3 separate regions of the Mus musculus genome follow, and regions 2 and 3 are each linked to region 1. Evidence: chromatin contacts called from public promoter capture Hi-C and targeted proximity ligation data. All regions are on one chromosome and are shown on one strand. The core of a region is the stretch at or near the end of the contact, and the rest is flanking DNA. Distances in the headings are between cores, read along the strand shown.

Region 1 (4,994 bases), core at 1,376-3,875:
GTCTTGAAAAACCAAAAAAAGAAGTTATAGGTTGGGGAAAGAGGAGACGGCTCAGAGGGTGTGGTGCTTAGTGGATCCACATGATAGAAGGAGAGAATCCTACAAGCTGTCCACTGACCTCTGCACTGTCAAGGCAGTCTCCTAGACCAATACACATACAAAGTGTTTAATAAGAATATAAGTGGGGGTGGCAGAAGAAATGCTCAGTGGTTAGGGACACTGGCTGCTCTTCAGAGGACCTGAGTTTAATTCCCAGCAACCACATAGTGGTTCACAAAGATTTGTAATGAGATCTGATTCCCTTTTCTGGTGTGCATCAAGACAAAGCACTCATATAAAATAAATAAACAATTTTTAAAATAAAAGGAAAGAATATGTTTTAATAGTTATAACTGGGGCTGGTGAGATGGCTCAGTGGGTAAGAGCACCCGACTGCTCTTCCGAAGGTCTGGAGTTCAAACCCCAGCAACCACATGGTGGCTCACAACCATCCTTAAGGAGATCTGACTCCCTCTTCTGGAGTGTCTGAAGACAGCTACAGTGTACTTACATATAATAAATAAATAAATCTTTAAAAAAAAAAAGAAAGGAAAAAAAAAAGTTATAACTGGCTGGGCATGGTGGCACACACCTTTAATCCCAGCATTCAGGAGGCAGAGTCAGGCGAATTTCTGAGTTCAAGGTCAGCTTGGTCTATAGAGTGAGCTCCAGGACAGCCAGGGCTACACACACAAACCCTGCCTCGGAAAAAAAAAAAAAAAAAGTTATAACTGAGGCTCTGGCTTCCAATTTCTCACTATAGAAGGTCTTTCCATGACCACAGTCCATTAGCACTCATGGGACTGCCAGGTTGAGTGGCTTACAACTATTGTTAACTCCACCTATATCCTTCGATGCCCGCTTCTAGCTTTCCCAGGGACCAGTCTTTCATGTGGTACATATATATACACAGATAAATCTTCAAAATATATATAAATAAAGGAGGTGGGCTGGCAAGATGGCTCAATGGGTAAAGTGTTTGCCACACAAATCTGACAACCTTTGTTCCATCTCCAGGACCCATGTAAAAGTGGAGAGAATGGGTTTTATAAAATTGTGCTCTTTCACACAAGCACTTTGGCACACACAGCCTTCCACACACTATAGACACAATAATAAAAATTTTAACAAAGGAATGATAGCTGATGACAAAGGACACGATTTCTTTTTGGCTCCTTCCCCCCTTTTATTTTTTCTGTTTTTGTTGTTTTTTGAACAGGGTTTCTTTGTATAGCAATCCCCCCTTTTGTTTTTATTTATTTATTTATTTTGATACAGGGTTTCTCTATGTAGTCTGTGAGTCTGAAACTCACTGTGTAGACCAGGCTGACCTCTACTCAGAGATCCACATGCCTCCCTAGTGCTGGAATTACCATGCCTAGTCTGTACTTGATTTTTCTAAAATTTTTTTGGTTTTTCAAGACAGGGTTTCTCTGTGTAGCCCTGGCTGTCCTGGAGCTCACTCTGTAGACCAGGCTGGCCTCGAACTCAGAAATCCTCCTGCCTCTGCCTCCCAAGTGCTGGGATTAAAGACATGGGTCACCACAGCCCGGCCTGATTTTTCTAAATCTTTAAGAGTGCTTTCCACCCTGGCCTCCAGTTACCTGGACTGGTAGACCGACCATACAGGAGCTGGAGTTGGGACTAGTAAGGACAGAGAACTGATATTCTGGAGGGTAAAAGGAATCTGTGTGGCTCAGTGATGGCTATAGCCAGGCTACCAAGAAGTAAATGCCTTTTCCTGCAAACGCTCTGGTGTTTGCTTTTCAGGGTACACAGGGCCTGCAAATGGGAATGTCCATTTCTCAGAATGGAGACATAACTCAAAGAAAATGGGTAGCTTCGGCAAAAATTAGCAAAGATGGCCACTTTTTGGCTCAGGTTTTGTTTGGTTTGGTCTGGTCTGTTTGAGACAGGGTCTCTTGTAGCCAAGCCTTGCCTGAAACTCCACGATTACCTTGAACGCCGGATCCTCCATTCTTTCTCCACCTTTCACATGTTCGGATTATGGACTCAAATTCTTGCTTTTAAGTGGCTCTGCTTTCTCAAATACGAGGACATATAGCCTAAAGTTAGGTCGAGGGTTTTGGTTTTGGTATCAAGGGAAGATGCTCCCCGTGCTGGAAACAGGTCTTTACAGCTTTAGAGAACAGGCTCAGTGGTGAGAGGCGAGAGGCCGCGAAGGCTCCGAAGGGCGTCAGGAGGTTGTCACCACTTCCTGTCTCGAGGTGGCTCTGCGCTCCGCACTGCAGCTACCGTCCTGTACCTTGAAAGTACGCGCAGCTGGGATTAACCTTCTAGTGACTTTAATTCCATCTTGTTCCTTATCTTAGTTACACAACCTGCGTTTCAAACTTCAGTATACAGAAAACAGAAATGACTCGAGGAGGTCCTTAGCCCCGCAGGACCTTTGGGAAAGTGGAATGTGGAAGCGCGCGTGGCGTCCCCCCAAGCTCTCCAGGGCAGCAGGAGCAGCCCAGGCCCTGACGACTGCCAAAGGGAGCCTGTTGCTAGGGGCGTTGCGAAGGAGGGGCCACAAGGAGGGGCTCCCTTCCGGGAGGAGGGCAATTAATAACCCGGAAGCGATCGCCAGTGCGGCGCTGTTTAAAGATGGCGGCGGAGGAACCTCAGCAGCAGAAGCAGGAGCCACTGGGTAGCGACTCCGAAGGTACGAACGGAGGGAAGGATGTCCTTCCCGGGCTAGCGGGGGCAATCCACGGCCCGCCGTTCCCGAGGAACTCGGGGAGTCAGGGCCCTGGGGAGTAGGCGCAGCGTGCGACCGAGCCCTTCCCCGCGTCTCCTCCCCTCCCCCTCACAATGGAAGCAGGGCCGCGGCGACCCCCGGCCGGGCGGGGCGGCCGGGGCCGGGGCTCGGCCTCTCGCGCACGCCTGGGGCGGGGCCTGGGCCGCCCCGCCTCCGCCGGTCCCGTGGCCTCGGCCGGCTCCCACAGTCAGCCCGCCGGAGACCTAGCAGTCAAGCCGAGGCCTAGGCCGGGGCCGAGCTGCTGAAAGGCGTTGAGGAACGCCGGGCTTCCAAGGACGAAGTCCCTGCTGGGCCGTTCGGGATGCCATTGGCGGCTCTTTGCCTTAGAGCTTGTGCTGGCCTTACAGCACCTTTGAGCGGATCCAGGCATTGTTTTCCTAGATTCTTGGTCTTTAAAAAAAGACAGAAACCAGTCACACCTTCTCCCTGTCTCCCGAGAACTTGAGCTCTAGGGGTTGAGTAAGTCTGTTGAGTGGGAGGGACAGTCCTGTTGTAGGACATGGTGGGAAGCTCAGCTGAGAACCTAGGATAACCAGGCCCCAAAGGATTGGCTTTAAAAAGCCAGTCATACTCGCACACCCTACTCTAACTCCACACTATATTCTAGAGGTTGAGGACTAGGAAACCCAGATACGCAGAAAGAAATTGTTCTCCATCACATCTAAGAAGGATCCAAGACTAGAAACTCCTACAATAGCTGCTTAGAGTCCTCAGAACGAACGTCCCGAATCCGTGGATGACTCTAGAGAGTGCTTAGGTAGTAGTTGCTGCTGGCAGGATCCCAGCATATTTTGATGATGGGAGCAAGGTGATGGCATTAATCCATTCTAGAGGTGAGGGGAGAGGACTTTGGCAAGTGACATGTCCAAGAGCTCAGACTGGAATTTTACAAATGTGGACTTGACCTTGGACAAGATGGAGTTACCTCTGGTTTTTGTTTTTTGTTTTTTAATTTGGAAAATGAACAATACAGGGGACCACAGAAGGACAAAGGGCGTGTCTCAGTAAAGTGCATGCTTACAGGATGCACTCATTCTTCCTAGGGCTCCACCCCTTCATCCTGCTTTCTCCCAGAGCTCCCTTCCCCAGAGCATTCCCTAGATGCTACACAGTGCTTTTAGAAGGCAGGGAGGAAGGAATATCGGGGCTGCAAGAGAGCTTTGGGGGTGATCTTTACTTGTCATTTTACTTATTTATTTATATTTATATTTACTTATTTCTTGAGGTTGCTAGGGCTTCACACCTGCAGGACAAATATATCTTTACCACTGGGTCTCAAGCCCAGCCCTATTTTTTTTTTCTTCCAAGATAAAGGCTTGCTATATTTCCAGAGCTGATCTCTAACTCCTAGGCTTCTTAATCCTGCTCTGGTCTGTAATTGCTCCCTTGTTTACTTTTATTTTTTTAGAGATTAGCTATATAGACTTGTGGTCTTCCTGCCTCAGCCTCCCAAATGACACCACACTTAGCTACTTTCTCCAAAAGATGAGGAAATGAGAACTCAAAGAAGGAAGAACTTTGCTAAGAATACACAGTGGGGTGTAAGGCATAGGGTTCCAGATTCCAGACCTGTTCTGCCAAAGCTGCCTGCCATAGAGATAGCCAGACCCCATAGGAACCCTTGGTTGGCACTTCTTTTTTCTCCTTTTTCTAGGTGTTAACTGTTTGGCCTATGATGAAGCCATTATGGCTCAGCAGGACCGAATTCAGCAAGAGGTGAGGTGCCGAAGAAAGTTGGGGAGGGAGTAGCTGAGGGCTTTGTGGTGGGGATGCATAGTCAGGGCCTGAGACCTAGTGTCTGTTTTGAAGCCCTCCCCTCTCGAGTCTCTCAAGTCTCTGAGTCTACTTTAGGCACTCTATGCTTTTGTGGGGTTGCTGTGCTGCTGGATGGCCACCACCCCGTTTGTAGGTGTTAGGCGTGGCTTCCTCAGTCTCCTGCCTCCCTGCAGATTGCTGTGCAGAATCCTCTGGTGTCAGAGCGGCTGGAACTCTCAGTCCTGTACAAGGAGTATGCTGAGGATGACAACATCTACCAACAGAAGATCAAGGTGGGATCCTGGCCAGAGGGGCAGGAGGGAGCCTGTTTCAGCCCTGCTTCTTGTCAGGCCTAATGTCTGAGAGGGTCGGGTGTTGGGCGGGGACACACCTCCTATTGCTAGTTCTTGAAGTGTGGCCTCTGGACTGAGACCTC
Region 2 (4,994 bases), core at 1,537-4,036, 400 kb before region 1:
AATAAGACACAACTTCTATAAGTTGCTGTAGTATTGGGTTTTGTCATGGCAACAGAAAAAAAAGCAACTAATACACTTAGCAAATGCACTGAGACAAATGCCACTATCATTTCTTCCAGCATTTCCTATGACTCGATCATGTGTAGGAGACAAAGAGGTCCTTGTGCCCTCAGATAAATACTAGGGAACCTTTAATGTTAAACATTAAATGTTACACATAGGATTGTTCCTTCAAAGGAAGAGATTTATAACCTGCTACCCATATGGTTAATAGCCTGGCGACGTTTGCAATATGTGGCTGAGACCACATCAGATCCTCTCCCCAGACTCTTATCACATGAGCTTGTTTTACTCAATCAAGCTATAAAATGCATCAAGGTATCACATGTACCTTACAAAGACTTTCTTTTTTCCCTAAGATTTATTATTTATATATATACACACACATGCATACATACACTGTAGCTGTCTTCAGACACACCAGATGAGGGCATCGAATCCCATTACAGATGGTGTGAGTGACAATGTGGTTGCTGGGAGTTGAACTCAGAACCTCTGGAAGAGCAGTCAGTGCTCTTAACCACTGAGCCATCTCTCCAGCCCTTACAAAGACTTTCAATGTGGTCATAGCCAATCTTTGTTTAGCTTACTTTATATTTTATTGTGCATTTTTACCAAATAGTGCTGTGCTTAAATTTGCCTAAAATAAACTACTCAGAGTCAGACTTGCAAAGTTTGAACCAACACTAGCTACTTAGAAGTGTTGGACGGAATTACCTTCTTGCTTCCTAAGGGTCATTACTCTGCTGCCTGTGGTGGTTACAGAGACCTATACACACCCTAATATTACTGTAGAGATTGTAAACTGTGTGTTCATACCATGATTTATTTATTGATCCAATGATAAAGCTACTGGGGTGGATAGGTTTGATTGTCTGCTTTTCTTCCCTTGACTGAAACAGGCACTGAAAAGGAACTGAATTGTGTCTTGGTATGCTCACACATGAGAGTCCATAAGACTTAATACCCTAGGGTGCATATAATGTTCAGCATATAATGCTCTAATATAAAAAACCAGGACCTTTTCTAACTGACAGTATCAATTTCATTTCTACCAGCAGTATGTTAGAGATCTAATTTATCTAATAGATATCTAATTTATAGCACACACAGCATACACTACACATAAATAAAAGTAATAATGAATGGATACCACAAGAACCGTGGGGTGGAAGACCCATGGGGTGGAAGGTAGTTGGTAATATTCGTTCATGAAAACCTAACACAAGACATGGTGGACCTTGTTCGTCGCTGGAAAGGGAAAAAAAAGTTCTTATATGATGAGAGAAATTACTATTCATACTGAGAAAAATGAAACTGGACTACCTAATACCCACATACATAAAAATAATTCCAGCTAAGCTGAATGGTGGTGGGCCAGCTGCCAACTTTGTCCATTCGTCCTGACTAGTTTTTCTCCTAATGTTCACACCCTCTAATTATTCCATCAAGTGTCCAGATGTTGTCAACTGACTCCCAGGTGAAGAAGGTCCCTTTCTTGGTCTGCGGAATGGATTCTTAAGGTATTCTGCAATCGTCCAAGACCCTCCCAGCAGAGACAACTGTATGAGAACAAGGCTGGCTGCCAACCCACAACAGAGGTCCCAGACAACACTTTGATCTTGAACTTCTAGAACAGAGACAAAATAGAGTTCTGTTGTTTACACCCCACCCAATCTGTTGTATTTTGTTATGACAACCCAAGTAAATGAGTGCACCCTCCTCCCTCATTTCCCAGCAGGGCTGATGTGGGGTGGGGGAAGGGCACCACTAGCCTTGGGGACCCAGATCTGACTACAGTGCAGGGCACTATAGCCTGGCTCAACTGGTCTCTCCACCTGCCGTTTCTCCTCCCCACTGTGGCGAACATATCTCTTTCTGAACACACCCAGGATTGGATTTCCCACAGAAACACCTTCAGCTCTCCTGCCACACCTACCCAGCCACAGCTGAACAAACTCCTTGCTTGGCACCCAAAGTGCTTTCAGTTAGAACCCAAGTCAGGGTTTCTCATTAATGCTCAGTAGAATTGCCTGCAAGGCCATTTCCTGGACTTCACTCCCAAAGAGCTTTCTCCAGTAGGTCCCGGGGTGGAGACGCCACAGTTCACCTTTCTGGCAAACTTCTAGGTGGGGAGATCAGGTGAGGTAGACCTGCCCAATCCCTCCGCCAGGCCCCTCACATGGCGCTCTTATCCCTGGAACGACTGTACCAACACCCTGTGTAGCTGACATACCAGGAATTCCCTGCTGCCAAGTCTGACCCCATAGTTAGATCAGGAAACCTCCCAACGTAGGCTAAAGTTGAGGAGTTATGCTATTTTGAAAGAGGAACTTTAACTGGAATCTGAGCCAGGCCTAGAGGCCTCTCCTAAAACAGCAATATGGGTCCAGGCTCAAACACAAAGCCCAGCCATGGTCACCCTTGTGACACCGGGATGAACAAAGGGAGGCTCAAGGAGAAGTGACTTGTGGAAGGACACAGCATGTAAGAGCAGAGGCTGTGTTCCCTCTAGCCAGTGCTGCTTTGTCTGAGACCAAGGGAGCCCTCCTCTGCCTGGCCTTTGTCACTCCACTTTCTTGTGACCCTAGCTGGTCCCTGGCATTTGCAGCTAATGCTGAAATGGCCTCAAGGGACTGAACAACTTGGGGGAAAGGGGAAGAGAGGGGAAAGCAACCAGGGAATGAATGCGGGAGGAGCCAGGAACCTGGGGGCGGGGCCTCTTAAGGAACCTGCACACGTGTACCACCAGCAGCAGCAGCTTCCCTTCCTACTATCCGCTGAAGGCCCAGGTGAGCCCCAGGAAACAAAAGCCCTCGCTGAAATGAGCCGGCCCTAGGCTTCCCTTTGAAGTGGCCAAGTGCTTCAGACACAGACACAGATGGGCTAGTTAGCAAGTCCATGAGTGAGTGCCAGCTACCCGCCCCTGGACGCGCGGGAGTTTCTGCTAGCAGGTCCAGTCCAGCAAAGCTGCTGCTGTACCATCATAGCGGGGGTTGATGTGGTTCCTAGAGGTGGGCCAGTGCCCCTCCCAGGTCGGCTCCAAGAAGCATTAGAACTCCATAGCGAACAAGTAAGACTAACAGCTTGGATAGCTGTTGCAGAGGCTGGGAAAAGTGAGTCCATTCCGTGGGGAATCGCGTTGCTGGAATCAGGATCAGAGGCTGAGTTGAAGTTGCCCCTCCCCCATGTCAACTGACGAACACCTGGACCCGATTCCTGACAGCTTCATCCTGCAGCCGCCAGTCTTCCACCCGGTGAGTAAGCGTAATAAAACGACCAATCAGCTAAATTCCAGCCTGCAAGTGATTGGTCGGGCTTCCAGGATCCTTGCCTATTCAATACGCCTCTTCTGGGATAGATGGCTAGAAGAATGGAGGTGGATTGCTATGAGGGACACTAATGACTAAGGGCAGCCCCTTCTCCAAGCCTGAGGGAAACCCTCCTAGTCAGGGAGAATGTGGATTCCTCTCTCCCTCCCCCTGTTCAGTGCCCAGGAGACTTTCTGAAGCCCAGCCACGTTTTCAGAAGGCCAAACTCCCAGCAGGCACTACCACTAATGAGCACTAATTATTACTTTCCCCTGCTTGGTTCTCTCCTCCTTAGAGACCTCCATCAGAGCAGTTAATTAACACATTCTGCCAAGAGCCTGGGAACTGGAAGCCACTGGGCTGCCTGCCAAGCTGCCATGCCATGTAGAGATCCTGGCCTCTGGCTCCTCCCCCACCCCCACCCCCGCCCCCCAGGTGCCTGAGCAACAGGGCTGAAGCACCTGAAACCTCCTAGGTCCCCACAGCCTGTTGCTTCGCAAGCTAAGACCGCCACCTGGAGGGCTCCTCGGAGTGGTCTGGGCTCTCTGATTGCCACTGGGAGTTGACAAGCCACCTATAAGGGCTGACCCTGTGACACTGCCCCAGGTTCCCCTTCCAGCTTGTCTGCACACCCTCTGTGGAGCACCCACTGTGCTGAGCCTGCTGAAGAGAAAGACAGGGCTCCAATTATCTTATTCAGTGATCCTAATGGAAAAACAGCCAGCCAGCTCCTGTACATGAGGGACCAAGGGCCAAGCTAGCATTGTGAGTGAAGACTCTGAGAACTCAGAAGAGGGAAAGCAAAACGGTGTCAGGATGGAGGAACAGGAAAAAGTGGAAGGGAGCAGACCCAGCAAAAGTAGAGTAGAAAGTGTGTCCATACTTCAGGAAGGCCAGACAGCCTCTGTATGAGGAAAGATGGGCCCCAAGAGATGGGCCTGGTCCCTAGTCACCGTTAGGTATCTCCAAAGAGAGTCCACATCAGGGCCAACTTGCTCCCAACTTCTTCATTCTTTTTTCCTCTTAGCTCCTAAACTCTGGGCATTCACCAGCCCTCAGCAGCTTCCTTCCCAGATGGCACCCAGTGAAGTGACAAACCACAGTAGCACAGCAACCTGGTGTGCCTCAGCTGGGTGGTGCTCTGACAGGGCTGTGGAGCTGATTAGGGTTCCCTGTGTCATATAGCTTTGGCATGTCTGCCCAAGAAAGAAGAGCTTTGGAAAGAACTGGGCTGGGTCACTAGAGTAACAAATTGATGGGATGTAGGGTTGCCATGGAAACAAGTCTCTGGGCAAGTCTGTGAGGTATTATCTCAATCCCATTAATCAAGGTAATGAGAGTCACCCTAAGTGTAGGGTGGCACCACCCCATGAGCTGACCCCTGGTCTGAATAAAAGGCAGGCATGAGGCTAAGTAAGCAACAGCTGCCACTGCACCCTGCTTCCTGCCTGGATGTGATGTGACCAGCTGCCTCAAGCTCCTGCTGGCATGCCCTCCTGCCATGATGGACAGGACTCTTCCTTCCTTTCTTCAGTTGCTTTTGTGGAGTATCTTGTTACAGCAATAAGAAAAGTAACCCAGGAATATTGGAGAGAAAAATGCTCCTTCCCTACTAGGACATTT
Region 3 (4,994 bases), core at 1,259-3,758, 280 kb after region 1:
CAATAGTTACTTTATTGTTGCTTTGTATTTCTTTTTGGAATGAGAGTCTCACTGTATAGCCCAAGATGACCTTGGATCTTGGTATCTTCCTGAGTGTTGGGGTTACACACAGTATGCCAAGCACTGTTTGAGATGTGTATGTGTCCATCCTCTGTCCCGTCCGTTTCCACCTTCATCAAGCAATGAGTACTGATAAGAACCCAGTATTCAGGAAGCTGTGAATTCAAAGCTAGCCCGGTCTAGATACCAAGTTCCAGGATAGTTAGGTCCACACTGTGGGAACATGTCTAAACAAACAAGAGTGATACAGATATAACAATTGATTTATATTAAACTTGTTACATAAGCATAGGACTTCTTGTACTGTGACCTTTGCATGGCACAACTGCCATAAGAGACTGTTCTGGACTGAGGAACATAGCTTACTGGTAGAGTTCTTTCGTAGTTTATACAATGCCCTGCATTCAGTTCCCAACAATACACTTTCAGAGGGCACACAATTCTCACAAGAGGGAATTCCTATGAATGACTCCAAGTCTCACACAGCGGGACAGTTGGTTCTGGATCTCAGCCGGGTGGGATTCTAAAGCCTAGGGCTGAAACCAGTGTCCCCTATGACCTTTGATGCAGGGTGTAGCTGCAGCTATTCCCTGAACCCCACTCCCACCATGACCCAGGAGCCTGACCAAGACCGATTTCTCTCTTCATTTCTCCAGCATCGTCTACTTCAGAATCACTAATATTCAGCCTATGGAAGCCACATCGAACCTACTGGACAGAGCAGCAGAACAGGGTTGGAGGATACTACTGGGGAGACTACTGGGGTTGAGTAGTGGGCAGCAGCAGATGGGCAGGTTTCAGGAAAGTGGGGCAGGCAAGCTGGGGAGGTCATGTGGGGACCACTTCAGCTTTCCATGGAACTGGTTGAGTCTCTTGTTGCTTTTCCAGCTGCCTCTGCCTCTGATGGAGCTCATGGAGACTGAAGTTCTGGATATTCTCAAAAAAGCCCTCATCAGTGAGCACTCCACCCCCACCCCCACCCCAGCTTCCACAAAAGATCCTGGTGGCTTTGGCAGGGCTTGGGGCTGTGGAGTTTCAGGATATGTAGTCTTGTCAGATCCCCTTAGCACTCACAAGGATGCCCTAAAAATTAAAAGTCAAGAGAGTAGGCACAGGCCGACTCAATGGAGTGAGTGACTCAGAGGACTTAAAATAAGCCCCTTTCTAGCAAGTCTGTTTTCTCTGCTTGTTCAGTGGAGTGACAGCCTTTGGGTAGCTTTGCTTCACTCCCAGGTGTGGGAGCTGTGACACATCGGGATTTTTTTTGGGTAAATGTACTGGATATTGGATTATCTGCGTAACCTTCTGCTCATGGTATATGAGCACATAGAGGGAAGAAAGGGCCAGATAACTAGTTAGAGTGAGCGGCTCAGGAGGAGGTTGGGTCTCACTGCCTCTGTTCAGGCTTGCAGCAACTTCTTCAGCCTTCTTCCCCTCCATTCTTCACATCGCACCTAGGAGACCCAAAATTCCCCAAACTAACACAGATCCAAATCCAGCACTAAATGCCACCTCAAATCACCTGTGGTTCCTCAAATGGGGGAAGCCCTTTGCTGCTGTTCATGGCCCTGAGCTCAGCTCTTCCCTCTCCCTAGCATATAGGTCCACGATTGGCAGGAACCACTTCATGACTAAAGAGCTGCAGGGATACATCGAAGGGATCAGGAAGCGCAGGAACAAGAGGCTGTACTTTTTGGATCAGTGAACCTCCAGCTCAAGTGGCCGACGAGACGTCCGCTCCGTGTCCTTTCCGGTCCCTCGAACCCAAGCTCAACCTCATCTGCATGGAATTTGAATCCTAGAGAAATTAAAGAGTCTATGCATGGTCCCAGAGTCAGTGCGTGGCTGCTTGCGTGAGGCGGACGCACGTGGCCCCGCCTTTCCCCGTGACCTTCATTCGGTCACCGCAGTGACCTTGAGTTTTGTCCGCTCGTGTCTCACCTCTGCCTTTGAGGAACTCGCAAACCAGGGCTACTTGCATGTTTTAGGTCTGCTTCTCCACTTGAGGGTCCTCAGGGGTGCTGATCTACCAAATCTGTCAAGTGTCCCATCAACATAATGGGGTGGGGTGGGGAGCAGCACCCTGTTAGGCCCCACCCCTTATGCATATGCAGTTACATAAACCCGCCTTTCATTTACATACACGTTCAACGCCCTCACAGAGTGAGTTCACTGAACAGCTACGCCCACTCTTATAAGGCAGAGCACCGCCCTCCTTCGTGATGCAAGGGTGCTCCGGCTTCTCTCCCGCACCAGTTCCTAGTCTTCGCTCCTCCCCTAGGTTCAGGCCCCGCCCACAGGAGGCCGCGCACGCGTGTGTATCGACAAGGCCTGCCCGCTGTCCTCCGGGTACGCAGGCGCCGCCGCCTCCCTCGGATATTAGCATAGGGCACCTGGCCCCACCCCCTGTTTTGCATGCGCAGGCCGGCCCCGCCTCCGCTGTCAGCTGGAGGAAGCGGAGTAGGAAGCAGCCGCGATGTCCTTTTGTGTCCTACAAGCAGCCAGCGGCGCCGCCGAGTGAGGGGGGACGCAGCGCGGCGGGGCGGTGCGGCCGGAGGAGGCGGCCCCCGCTCACCCCGGCGCTCCGGGCCGCTCGGCCCCCATGCCTGCCCGCCAGCCCTGCCGGAGCCCAAGGTCCGGGGGCGGAGGGGAAGGCGGCCGCGGGGGTGGGCGGGCGCGGCGGGGGCCATGTGCAAGCGCGGGCGGGGGGCGGGCTGCGGGCGGGGTCGCGCCTGGTGCGTCGGCCGGGTCAGGACTGGCTTCAGGTCCTGGCCTCCAGTTAGCCTCGGGCCTTGGAGCGAGTCCCCGGGCAGCGTTCAGATCGATCCTTGAGCATTGCGGGAGTCCTCGGGGTGGGCTGGAATTGAAAGGGTCCCTTGAGGCCACGTGGGGGCGCTTGCAGGGGCTTTGGGCCACCCTCCTCTCTGGGTCATAGGTCATCGTAGCGCGAGGGAGAACTTCTTCCTTGTCGCCTCTTCTTACTTCCTGATAACCTGATAGAAGTCCCCCGCGGGCAATGGGGGGAGGGGAGATTAGTAACTTCAGGCAACTTCCCATAGGTGTGCGCAGGTTAATGGGGGGTGGGGGGCGGCCCTGGAGGTCGCGAGAGGTGGTGAACTCTGCGGTAGCTGGAGTGTAAGAATGAACCTTGCAGGTTTGGGGTGCAAAAGAGGTGGAGCCGCGCCCTGCACGGCGTGGCTGGACTGGGCTTGCTAAAGCTGGAGGGGGTGGCGTGTCAGAGGTGAGAGACTCCCTTACAAGAGTGTGGTGAGGGATTAGAAGACTTGAGTGTGAGTTTGCTTATTGAGTGTGCTCTTTTGCTGGGAGTATGTGAGAACTTGGGACTGGTTAAAGGCCATGTGTGAGTGGAAGGTTCCCAGGAGAGTGTGAGCATGTGTGGACATGTGGAAACTCCTGAGAGAGTGGCCATATCCTTTGCCTCCGCCCCCCTTGGCCCCCCTTAGCCCCCTCCCGGTTCCTCAGTATGCTCTTGAATACTTGAGAGTACCTCCTGGAGTACATCTGGAGAAAACTGAGGAGAGGATCATGCTTATGCTCGGGGTTGAGAGTTGCCTGCAGGTTGAGGTTAGCCTGCTTCCTGGCTTGGGTGGGAGCTAGACTTGCCAAGCCGCTCCCAGGTTCCCAAGAGGAAGACCTGCTGTCAGTTACTGGCCTCAGAGGCTCTGGAGACTCTGTTCCCATGGCGACAGCTGGGGGCCCTCTTCATGGGCAGCCCTTCCTTGGACTCTGCCTCCTCCTTCTCCTTGGCTGAGCCTGGAAGCCTGGCTTAGTCCCAGTGTTGCCCAACCTATGTGGCAGGGTGCCTCCCTGTGACCCTGATGGTCTTTCCCTGCAGGTGACCAGCACCATGTCCAGCCAGGTGGTGGGCATCGAGCCTCTCTACATCAAGGCAGAGCCAGCCAGTCCTGACAGTCCAAAGGGTTCCTCAGAGACTGAGACTGAACCCCCGGTGACCCTGGCCTCTGGTCCAGCTCCAGCCCGCTGCCTTCCAGGGCACAAGGAGGAGGAGGATGGGGAGGGGGCAGGGTCTGGTGAGCAGGGCAGTGGGAAGCTAGTGCTCAGCTCTCTACCCAAACGCCTCTGCCTGGTCTGTGGGGATGTGGCCTCTGGCTACCACTACGGTGTGGCATCCTGTGAGGCCTGCAAAGCCTTCTTCAAGAGGACCATCCAGGGTGAGCCCCTACCCCCACCCCCTGCTTCTGTGCCCTTTGCCCTGTACCCTTTGGGCCTGGCACTAATTGGTACAGTGCTGCATGCAGGAGGCCCTGAGCCTGTCTGTTGCTGCTTGAGTCAGCAATATGAAGTTTGAATTTCCTTGTTCTTCCTGGGACATCATTTTATTTAAGGGCTATAGCTGAGGTTAGTAGAATGCTTGCCTAGTTTACAGGAGGCTCTAGGTTCTGTCCTTAGCACCATATAAGTCAGGTGTGGTGTTGGGTACCTAAAATCTCAGCACTTTGGAATGGAACTAGGAGCATCAGAGATTCAAGGTCATCATTGACTACATAGTAAGCTGAAGGACAACTTGGGCTCTGTGAAAGCCTGCTCCCTCCCCTCAAAAGGGTGGGGTGAAGCTGGGCAGTGGTGGCTCATACCTTTAATCCTTGCACTGGTGAGGCAGAGGCAGGTGGATCTGTGAGTTTGAGGCCAGCCTGGTCTACAGAGTGAGTTCCAGGACAGTCAAGGCTACACAAACTCTGTCTTGAAGGAAAAAAAAAAGTAGAAGAAAGAAAAAGCTACTAGTATAGGTCACTGATGGATTGGAATGGGATATGAGCCAGGATGCAGGTGCCTGCACCTGTTATAAAGCTTCGCTCCTGACTTTCCTGTTGCCTCTAGTAGCTGCCTGTAAATCACCTCGCACAGCACAGAATCACTCTTCATGACTCCCCCAAAGCACCACACTACTAACT

Evidence for each region. Capture Hi-C pulls out chosen DNA fragments and counts their contacts.
Region 2: a contact with region 1 is called in a targeted proximity ligation map of pancreatic cancer cells. A contact is called at or near these places in 3 of 39 promoter capture datasets (the 3T3-L1 cell line, the SN4741 cell line and neural stem cells) and 4 of 130 datasets of targeted methods (embryonic stem cells, large pre-B cells, pancreatic cancer cells and 1 more).
Region 3: a promoter capture Hi-C map of liver shows a contact between it and region 1. A contact is called at or near these places in 9 of 39 promoter capture datasets (the C10 cell line, cranial neural crest, erythroid cells and 6 more), 28 of 484 Hi-C or Micro-C datasets (B cells, CD4 T cells, CD8 T cells and 18 more), 7 of 130 datasets of targeted methods (the SCID.adh cell line, effector CD8 T cells, embryonic stem cells and 4 more) and 3 of 9 other capture datasets (adipose tissue, liver and pancreatic islet).

What each region holds. Positions count from the first base shown.
Region 1 is chr19:7,203,915-7,208,908 of GRCm38.p6, reverse strand. Otub1 (OTU domain, ubiquitin aldehyde binding 1) reads left to right here and starts at 2,625. Exons shown (of 7, transcript NM_134150.2): 1 at 2,625-2,707; 2 at 4,458-4,519; 3 at 4,753-4,851. The coding sequence starts at 2,650.
Region 2 is chr19:7,604,985-7,609,978 of GRCm38.p6, reverse strand. Lgals12 (lectin, galactose binding, soluble 12) reads left to right here and starts at 2,786. Exons shown (of 10, transcript NM_001356574.2): 1 at 2,786-2,852; 2 at 3,156-3,317. The coding sequence starts at 3,249.
Region 3 is chr19:6,919,322-6,924,315 of GRCm38.p6, reverse strand. It overlaps Esrra (estrogen related receptor, alpha), which reads left to right and starts at 2,508. Exons shown (of 7, transcript NM_007953.2): 1 at 2,508-2,694; 2 at 3,917-4,253. The coding sequence starts at 3,929. Catsperz (cation channel sperm associated auxiliary subunit zeta) reads left to right here. Exons shown (of 5, transcript NM_001039494.2): 3 at 717-793; 4 at 949-1,015; 5 at 1,656-1,890. The coding sequence ends at 1,765.